2 separate regions of the Mus musculus genome follow, and region 2 is linked to region 1. A link is a contact called in public HiChIP or PLAC-seq data. All regions are on one chromosome and are shown on one strand. Each heading gives the region's core, a stretch centred on a gene start, on an enhancer-like site or on the middle of the called end of the contact. The rest is flanking DNA. Distances are from core to core; before and after follow the strand shown.

Region 1 (4,388 bases), core at 702-3,201:
GACCACAGTGTGTATTGTTAATGTGGTTTGGACAAATGATTTCCAGAAGTTACACTGAAACTCTTCTCCCTTTCTCAATTCTACAAAGCAGACTTTCTGGGGGCACTTCACCATTGTATTGTGAAAGACAAGGGCAGTGCCATATATGCCTATTTATAATCCTGGCATTTGTCTGGCTTGGGCAGGAATTTTAAGAGTTCCAGGCAAGCTTCAGCTGTATATGGAGTTTGGGGCTAGCCTGAGTTATAGAACCTTTCTCAGAAGCAAAAACACAAGGAAGAAAAAGGAGGTAGTGAGTCTATACACCTACTCAGTCCAAAAAGAATACAAAGAAAACTGAAAACTCACCCTGGATAGATAATCCAGAATGATCACCATGCTTTCTTTAGAGTATCTCCTGATGAGAATTTTGAGAATCCAGGTCACTCTTACCTCATCTTTAGCTCTTTGAAACCCTGGGCACTAAGTCCATCAGTGCAGCCCTTTCTAAATTCCCCTTCCCTAGGTCCCTGTCCGAATGTGTGATTTACTTCCCTTATAGAGTCTCTAAGGTAGGCTAGTTCTCTTGTAGGGGCATGGGCTACCAGTCCCAGACATGGAATCTGTCCTTCAGTTATTCCATAGCACTTGATAGGCCTCTCACAAACTCCCCAATACACATACCTATTTGTGTTTTGTCTTATTGTTTTATTTAGAATATAAGTTAATTGATCGTATGCTGTTACCTTGATAATTTTTGTACTTGTAAGTGTGCTCACTCATGAGAAAGCTATATCTGATTTGTTTATGGATTCTATATGGATAATAATAAATGTCTCTGAGTATGGCAATTTCATATAGGACAGTATGATAGTTAATTTTCATTGTTAGCTTGACTGGGATTAAAGTCACATGGGTATGTCTGTGAAGGTTTCTTCACAAAAGTTTTACTGAGGCCAACCAAATGTAGAGGCATTGTCCCCTCAGGCTGGGGACAGAAAGTGGAGTGGGCAGCTGTGTTCGTGTCTTGTTGCTTCATGACTGAACACAGTGTGGCTGTCTTCCACATACTCTTGTCCCATGCCTTCCTGTCATTAACAGATTCCCTCAGAATTATGAACTGAAACACACCCCCAATTTTATGTTGGGTGTTTTACTGCAGAAACCTAAAAAGCAATACAATTATTTTTGGAGATAGTCTCCCAAACTGTAGTTCAGGCTGGTCTGGAACTTCCTATGTAGTCTGAGCTGACTATGAATGTGTGGTAAACTTCCTGCCTCAGCTCCATGAATGCTGGGATTTAGGTATGAGCCCTGATTCCCTGTTCTTCCACAGTGCTCAATTCATAGAATCCCCTGGAAACATTCATTAGTCATCCTTACCATCCATTGATCACTGTGGTATTTTGTGAATCATTCTTGCTACTTCTTACCTATCACTTAGTTCACTAATGTTCCTATTTCAGAGTCACGAGCTGAGGCACAAGGAAAGTGAGGTGGTAACCAGAGGCCATCTCGCTAGTGCAGAGCAGAGCAGGGTAAGCAGTATGTGGATCCTACAAGACTCAAAGCTCTTGATGTGAAGAACTGAGTAAGAGAAGCATCTAGTTGGACTCTCAAGCTGGAGATGGGGAAATGACAGACTGACAGTCAGTATTGCTCTCTCAGGTCCTATGGGCTATAAATGCAAAGTCGATGGTGCCAGTAAATGAGAGAAAATTTAACCCTCAATTTGTGTCAAACTCAAGTTCTGTAAATACTAGTTAGATCTCATCAAACCACTTGTCAAAGTGCCAAGAAGGGTTTCATTTTTTAAAAGCACATGCAACTTCTTTCAATCTGCTTGACTGGCCAAGCCAGGAAAAACAGGAAAAGGATTTTATTCTGTGAAGATCACCCCCACCCTCACTGTGGTTGTTGGGCCAAGCCGGCCTGCCAAGTAGACAGTTAAAAGAGTCAACCAGGTGTGGGCAACGTCTCCAAGGCTGATACAGAAATAGGCATTAACTTTAAAGCCACTAGCTTTAATGTCGGGGAAGAACATGTAAGGCGTGCACATGTAAGGCGTGTCTAGTCAGAGAAGCTATCATGACACAAGCCCAAATGGGACAAGACATTTATTTGCATTAGATCCTGAGGTCCCCATGAGAGAGCTATGGCGAGGGGATCTTTCTTTCTTCACAGTGCTTAGCATTTTAAGTCTGGTGGAGCAGGCTGGGTAGTTATGACTCATTTTATGAAAGGAAGATCTTGAGATTCCTGCAGTAAATACCTGGGAGAGAGAGAGAGAGAGAGAGAGGGAGAGAGAGAGAGAGAGAGAGAAACAGAGACAGAGAGACAGAGACAGAGAGACAGAGACAGAGAAAGAGACAGAGAGAGAGAGAGACAGAGAGAGAGAGAGAGAGAGAGAGAGAGAGAGAGATCCAGAATTTGAGCAACTCAACTTTCATGGTATATGGGATTTAAAAAGCAGAAGATTACAAAGTTACACTGCCTGGAATATCTGAAGTATAGATCTTCCCCTTTCTCCCTCCCTTCATCCCTTCTTCTCCCCTGCCTCTCTCTGTCTGTCTCTGTCCTTTCTCTGTATGTATCCATGTGCTGCTATCTGCTTTGGATCTTCTGGTTTCAAGAGAACAAACCACAGATACATACATACACACACACACAAATGCACATACACACATATACATGAATGCACATACACACATATAGAAAGAGAGACAAGGATAGAGATAGATAGAGGCAGGGGAGGAGAACAGATGGAGGAAGAGAGAAGGGAGAAGATCTACACTTCAGGTATTCTGGGTAGTGTCACTTTGTAGTTCTATTGAATCTTCAGCAGGAATTTGCACTGGTAAGGGCCAGAACATCCAGGTCTCTGTGGGATATAGTTTATTCTACACCAACCCATTGTAGCAATAAGAAGATTTTCTTGTCTCATTAGAGTTTTGGCTTCACTAATCAAGAAAGACAAAAGATGAACGCAGAAGTTTACATTTGGGAAAGATGCTCAGGATACATTGAAACTGAGTTCCTGCTGAACTAACCATCATGAAAGCTCTACATAGTGCTATTGTGTGTGTGTGTGTGTGTGTGTGACCAGTGTTGGCAGGTATAACCATATCATACCCAAGGACATAACAATATACAATCAGTTACTGCAGACTTTCTAGACTCCCATTGCCCTTAAATAGGTAGATGGATCGCTGGATTGTAAGGTATAGGCTTAGGGTAGACTGGAGAGTCCTCTTTAAAAATGAGGGCAATCATAGAGGAAGTAAGCCATTAGGAAGTCTGCACAATCGAGGTTACTTCTAAACCCGTCCTTAATGAGAGAGATGAAGAAAATAAATTTGGTCAATTAGAAAGTAATGAAGACCTTGCAAAAAAGGACTATCGACAAAAGGCCAGCAAGGGAATTCTTGAGTAATTTGAGTGTAACACACACTGTACGAATCAGCAGGTCAGAGTGGTGTGCCTCCCTCCGAGAAGATTAAAGGCATTGGTACTGGGCCCGCTCAGTTTCTCTCCAGTTATTTCTCCAACTAGCAAGCAAAAATTTGATCTGAGATGAACCCAGAGGATAGGGAAATGGGGATTCTCAACTTCAAAATCATGGTGATTATTCAGCCGAGGCAAGCCAAGGCCTCAGCAAGAGAACTGGGCCCAAAGGAAAGATTACCTCAACCTCAAAGAGAAAGAGATGTGAAGGGCAGACTAGAAAAACTTTACTGTATAAACCAGTTCATTCTTTCTTTGTTTCCCCCCAAGGTAGTATCTTTGTCTGTATTTCAGGCTGCCTTCTATCTTACAATCCTATTTTTCAGTCTCGGAAACCATGGGTTTGCAGATGTATATCACAGGGTTCAGTGTCCCAGCTTAGCCAGTTTTAGAATTAGATTATCAGAAGGCCATGCAAGTGGTTCCGGGTAAATCTCTCCCATTTATGCTGTCAGAGGGAATGACAGTGAACTATGCTCTTAGCAAGGCAGATGATGAACACATCCTTTGTTTTATTTGTTCTGTATCCATCAGGGAAAATTACAGAGCTCAACTCATCTAGGAATGCATTCTGTGGGTTTGCTTCCATAGTGTGTGTTCATGTGTGTGCAGAGGTGAACATGTGTATAGCAAAGTACATACATGTGTTGAGTACATAATGGGGCTTAAGAGTTTTCAAAGTCATGACAGATACATAGTGTGAGTGTTGACTACTAGCTTACAAGATATTCCAGATGCTGGTCTAGGACTTGGTATGATTTTGAGCCTAGGAATAAAATCTACAGAATCATAGGGAATCATTGATCCCTATGGTCTGCCTAAATATTTACTTAAGCATAAGCTACTACTAACTTCTCTAACAATATGTACAGTGGTAGTATTGTACTGCACTTGAACTTGTACTG
Region 2 (4,388 bases), core at 966-3,465, 160 kb after region 1:
TAGGGGAGTTGGGGGGAGGGTATGGGGGACTTTTGGGATAGCATTGGAAATGTAAATGAGGAAAACACCTAATAAAAATATTAAAAAAAAAAGAAAAAAAAGAGTAATTTAATACATCTCTTTCAGATTAAATTGCCCTCTGTATCATCATTGCCTCACCAGAATTCATGCTAATAAGGTACTATGGTAGCCAGCTTGTAAGAGGGCCAATGAGTCCACTATCCACAAACAATCCTTGTAGGCAATGGCTTTCAACCTGGAGATCACAATCCCAGCAGACCTCCACCTCCAAAAATATTAACATGATGATGATAACAGTAGCAAAATTATGAAGTTACGAAATAGCAACAAAACTAATTTTATAGTCAGGGATCACCTCACCATAACATGAGGAACTGTATTAAAGGGTCACAGCATAAAAATAACATCACACTGCTCTTAAGTAATACCATTCCATACGTATGAGCTTGATTTATCAGTAACTAACACGGATACTATGATCATTGTCTCTGTCTTCTTTTTTCTCATGACTTGCTGCTGAGGGAGACCAATGATGTCCACATAATGATGTTATCCACTTGACAAGGAAGCAAGGCTTCTTGTCAGCTGTCACACCAGGCAGCTGGTCCATAGGTTGAGCCTTCAGATGGCTATAGCTCCAGGCCACATACTGTCAGCAGCCTCATCCCGATCATGGATCTAACTCTAATTGTGTGGTAATAAATGCTTATATTTTAAATGACCAAATTTTGAGAAAAAAAATTGTTATGGAGAAATAGAAAACATATTATGCTGTGTAGAAACCACTAGGAGCAAACAATAAGGGAAAACAACAGTAGCAGGTAAAGGAATATGTGCCATAGGCATGGCAGAATCAAAGCTATCAACCTATAGCTATGAATACTCCTAGGTGATATGTGCTGTGTGGGCTTAATGTGTACATCTCCTTTAACTCATATGTGTAAATTCTAGCTTCCAGTGCTTGCAGCAGAAGCCTTCACAGGGTAATCTGGTTTATATTACTGCACGATGGTAAATCCCACAGGATAGAATTAATATCTTATAGGAAGAGAAGGACAGAGTTCTTTAGTTTTCCTCCAAGTATGCTCACACAAGGAAAGGCTACATGGTTACACAACAAGAAACCATATGTCTACAAACCCCAGCAGTAGGACCCCATCGGGAACCACATCTGCCACATCCTTGGCCATAGACTCCTCACTCACTGGAACTGTGAGAAGTTAACATCTGGAGGAGCTCCTCTTCCCTAGACCCTAGTTTTGTGTTCTAGAAGCTCAAGGAGATTAAGACTATGTATATTCAAATTTCTCTGAGCTCTCATAACCCTATCAGGACACTCCCTGACCTGTGTTTGCTGGTGGGGAAACTCAGGTCCAAAGAAGCTAGGCATCAAGATCAAATCTGTGTAATACTGAAGCAGGAAAATTAATCAAATCACATTGCCACATGACCATGAGAAATATTTCCTCTTCTGCCTTAGGAAACATAAATTGTTTTGGGACCCAAAGCAAGAAGCAACCTGGTAGATCAGCTGAATAGAGGAGTCATGCTGCCATTTTATGTTTAAAGCTTTGGGGGAGATTAACTATTGATGCACCAAAACAAACTTAATTGAAGTGAAATTCACAAATAAGATTAACCACTTTAACATGTTCTGAATGGTAGCACTTGGTGACTTCATCCAGTGTCATACAACCACCATGCCTAATTATTCCTAACATGCATCCATCCTCCTGAACCTCTTACCTAAACACACTAACGTGTAATGTCTACTTCCTTGTTTACGTGTGCTTTCTTTTTATAAAATCCTCATATACTTTCCAACCAGTAACAAGTCCACACAGCCTTCTGTCCTTATGGCCGCAGCTTTTTTCTTGTAGATAACTCATGAAATGGCCAAGAACCATACATTCTAAACCAGGGTCCACACACACCAGGTTCAGCATGTTTCATAACCATAAGCAAAGCTGACTGGACTCATTCACACTCATTTGCTTACACACGGAGTGTGGCAGTTTTCTCACTGTGTGGGCGGAGCTGAAGCGCTATGGCAGAGCCTGTGTGGCTGAGCAGAACACCCTCCCTCCCCCAATATTGACTAGTTTGCTTCTTACCAAAAGCGCCACTGAGCTCAGCTCTAAACCGCGATCTGTCCTCTTTCACTCCATGGACATGTGCAATGCATCTTCCGAGTCTTAGCATGCACTTCCTCATTTGAGTCTATTATACTGAAAAGGGGTTGGACCCGGAGGAAGGAGAGAATTAGTTTCTACAAACTGTCCTCTGATGACCACACTTGTCGTGTGGCACACACATGGCCCTCTCCATACATACAACAGAGGTTGGATTTCTGCAGGGGCTTCCCTTGCTTTTTATCTGCCTAGTGCAAGATGTCACAGCTTTAAAATAAAAATTTATGGGAAAGTCCAGTGCAAGAAATACAAGGGCAAGGTTTCTCTGAGAGAACCAGACTGTGTGCTACGGCAGAATTCTTCCCGCAGTCTCAGGCACACTGCACTCCTGCCTTCTCCTCTGAGGCAATATTTTGATCTTCTCTCGGAACTCTGGGAAAAACAACGGGCTCCTTACACTCTTCTAAGCACCCCCACCCCCATACCATCTTGTTATTTGGTAGTGTAAGAAGGATAGATCTTGAAATTAGTTTGATTCCAACTCTGACATTTGCTATGTGACTTGGTTCAGATACTTAAACCCTGTGAACCCCAGAGTCATCTTATGAGATGATTGTCCTAATGTCATCCACGGGATATAAGAAGTAAAGAGAAGATGGGCAGAAAAATGCTAATCAGAAATGCTTGGGAACAGATGTGAATTAAATTTGTTATTTATTTATTTTATCTTTTGAGATTCTAATATAATTACACCATTTCCCACTTCTCTTTCCTCCACCTAAGCCCTCCCATATATTCCTCCTTGATCTTGTTCAAATTCATAGTCTTTTTCTTTAACTATTGATATATATATATATATATATGATATATATATATATATGATTAAATGTATATGTATATTATATATACATATATATTTATACATATATGCATTTATATATGTACATGTACACATATGTATTATATGTGTATATATGTATAAATATATGTATAAATATATGTATAAATGTATATATTATAGATATATGCATATATAAATAGACGTACATATACAGTTATGCATTTCTAGACACATAAGTACAACCTGCTCAGTTTCTACTTTACTAATTTTATGTATGCTTCCACACCATGATAATCTAAACATGAGATTAACAAAGAAAAATTAATAGTCATAGTAATGTTGATGGGGGCTGCCTAGAAAGTCTCAACCCCTGACTCATAAAGAACTACAGGCAACTAAGGTCTGCTGAGAGCAGGAGGGAGGAAAAGCATTCCCCAGAGATGAACACACCAGTAGGTTAGATGGTCAGATTGTTTTCTTGGATTTTTTTCATTTCTTTGCATTATTTATTTATTTTTATTTATATGAATACACTGTAGTTGTCTTCAGACACACCAGAAGAGAGCATCAGATCCTATTACAGATGGTTGTGAGCCACCATGTAGTTGCTGGGAATTGAACTCAAGACCTCTGGAAGAGCAATCAGTGGTCTTAACCACTGAGCCATCTCTCCAGCCCCCCTTTTTCTTAGATTTTGGAGATGTTTGCAGCTACAAAACAAGAAAGTTTGGAAATAGGACCAACTAATATGTATATCTTATATCTATCGACTGAAGACAGTTTTAATATAGTCTGCTGAGTGCAGATCCATTTTGTCTGTGACCCAGGCCACGAGGTCAGGTGTGGAGGTTCCTACTTAGGGGTCTCATGTCAAGTTCAAGTAGTCTCAGGTTTGGAACTTAGGATCTTTAGTTTTTGAATTGGAGCTATTCCAACTGGGTTTCTAAAATCTTTCGCATTGCGTCCCGCAAGTGGGGACTATAAAATGAAAGTCATATTAACTTAAGAAAATTTACACAATCTTTATTTGCATGTCTTATTCCTAGATCTCTACACAGTCTAAGATTTCTGTCATTTTCTTCTTTCCTTTTTGGATACTGCCATGTAGGCCAAAGAGTGCAATCATATTTTGTTCTCATTGGATATCTGCTATTTCTTTGATATGATTTGGGGACACTTTGCAGATGTTTATTCTTGCTTCAAAATAACAATGTCCACAGCATGCAGCTCAGTACTTCACAGCTGCTCTTAACAATCAGCTGATTCTGGAGCTAGGACAGCATCTTTGTAGCCATCGAAATGGCCTGCACAGAATAACATGTTAACCATTGTCTTCCGTGTGATTGACTTGGATTGATCGATGTATTAAGTTTGTCTTTGAGGGAGAGAGAGAC

What was found. HiChIP or PLAC-seq counts read pairs in DNA pulled down with a chosen protein or histone mark.
Region 2: a contact with region 1 is called in a RAD21 HiChIP or PLAC-seq map of pro-B cells, with 2.2 times the contacts expected there. The contact joins two enhancer-like sites. A contact is called at or near these places in 2 of 15 datasets of contacts at CTCF or cohesin (large pre-B cells and pro-B cells) and 1 of 484 Hi-C or Micro-C datasets (nephron progenitors).

The regions. Positions count from the first base shown.
Region 1 is chr11:45,321,419-45,325,806 of GRCm38.p6, reverse strand. No RefSeq gene overlaps it. Among named protein-coding and RNA genes, the nearest start is that of Gm12159, 210 kb to the right of the region's middle. Within about 2 kb of position 1,951, at least 14 of the 459 cell types and tissues checked have an H3K27ac peak or open chromatin away from gene starts, as enhancers often do. A contact at or near this core is called in pro-B cells, where this site is marked.
Region 2 is chr11:45,158,773-45,163,160 of GRCm38.p6, reverse strand. No RefSeq gene overlaps it. Among named protein-coding and RNA genes, the nearest start is that of Gm12159, 44 kb to the right of the region's middle. Within about 2 kb of position 2,215, at least 12 of the 459 cell types and tissues checked have an H3K27ac peak or open chromatin away from gene starts, as enhancers often do. A contact at or near this core is called in pro-B cells, where this site is marked.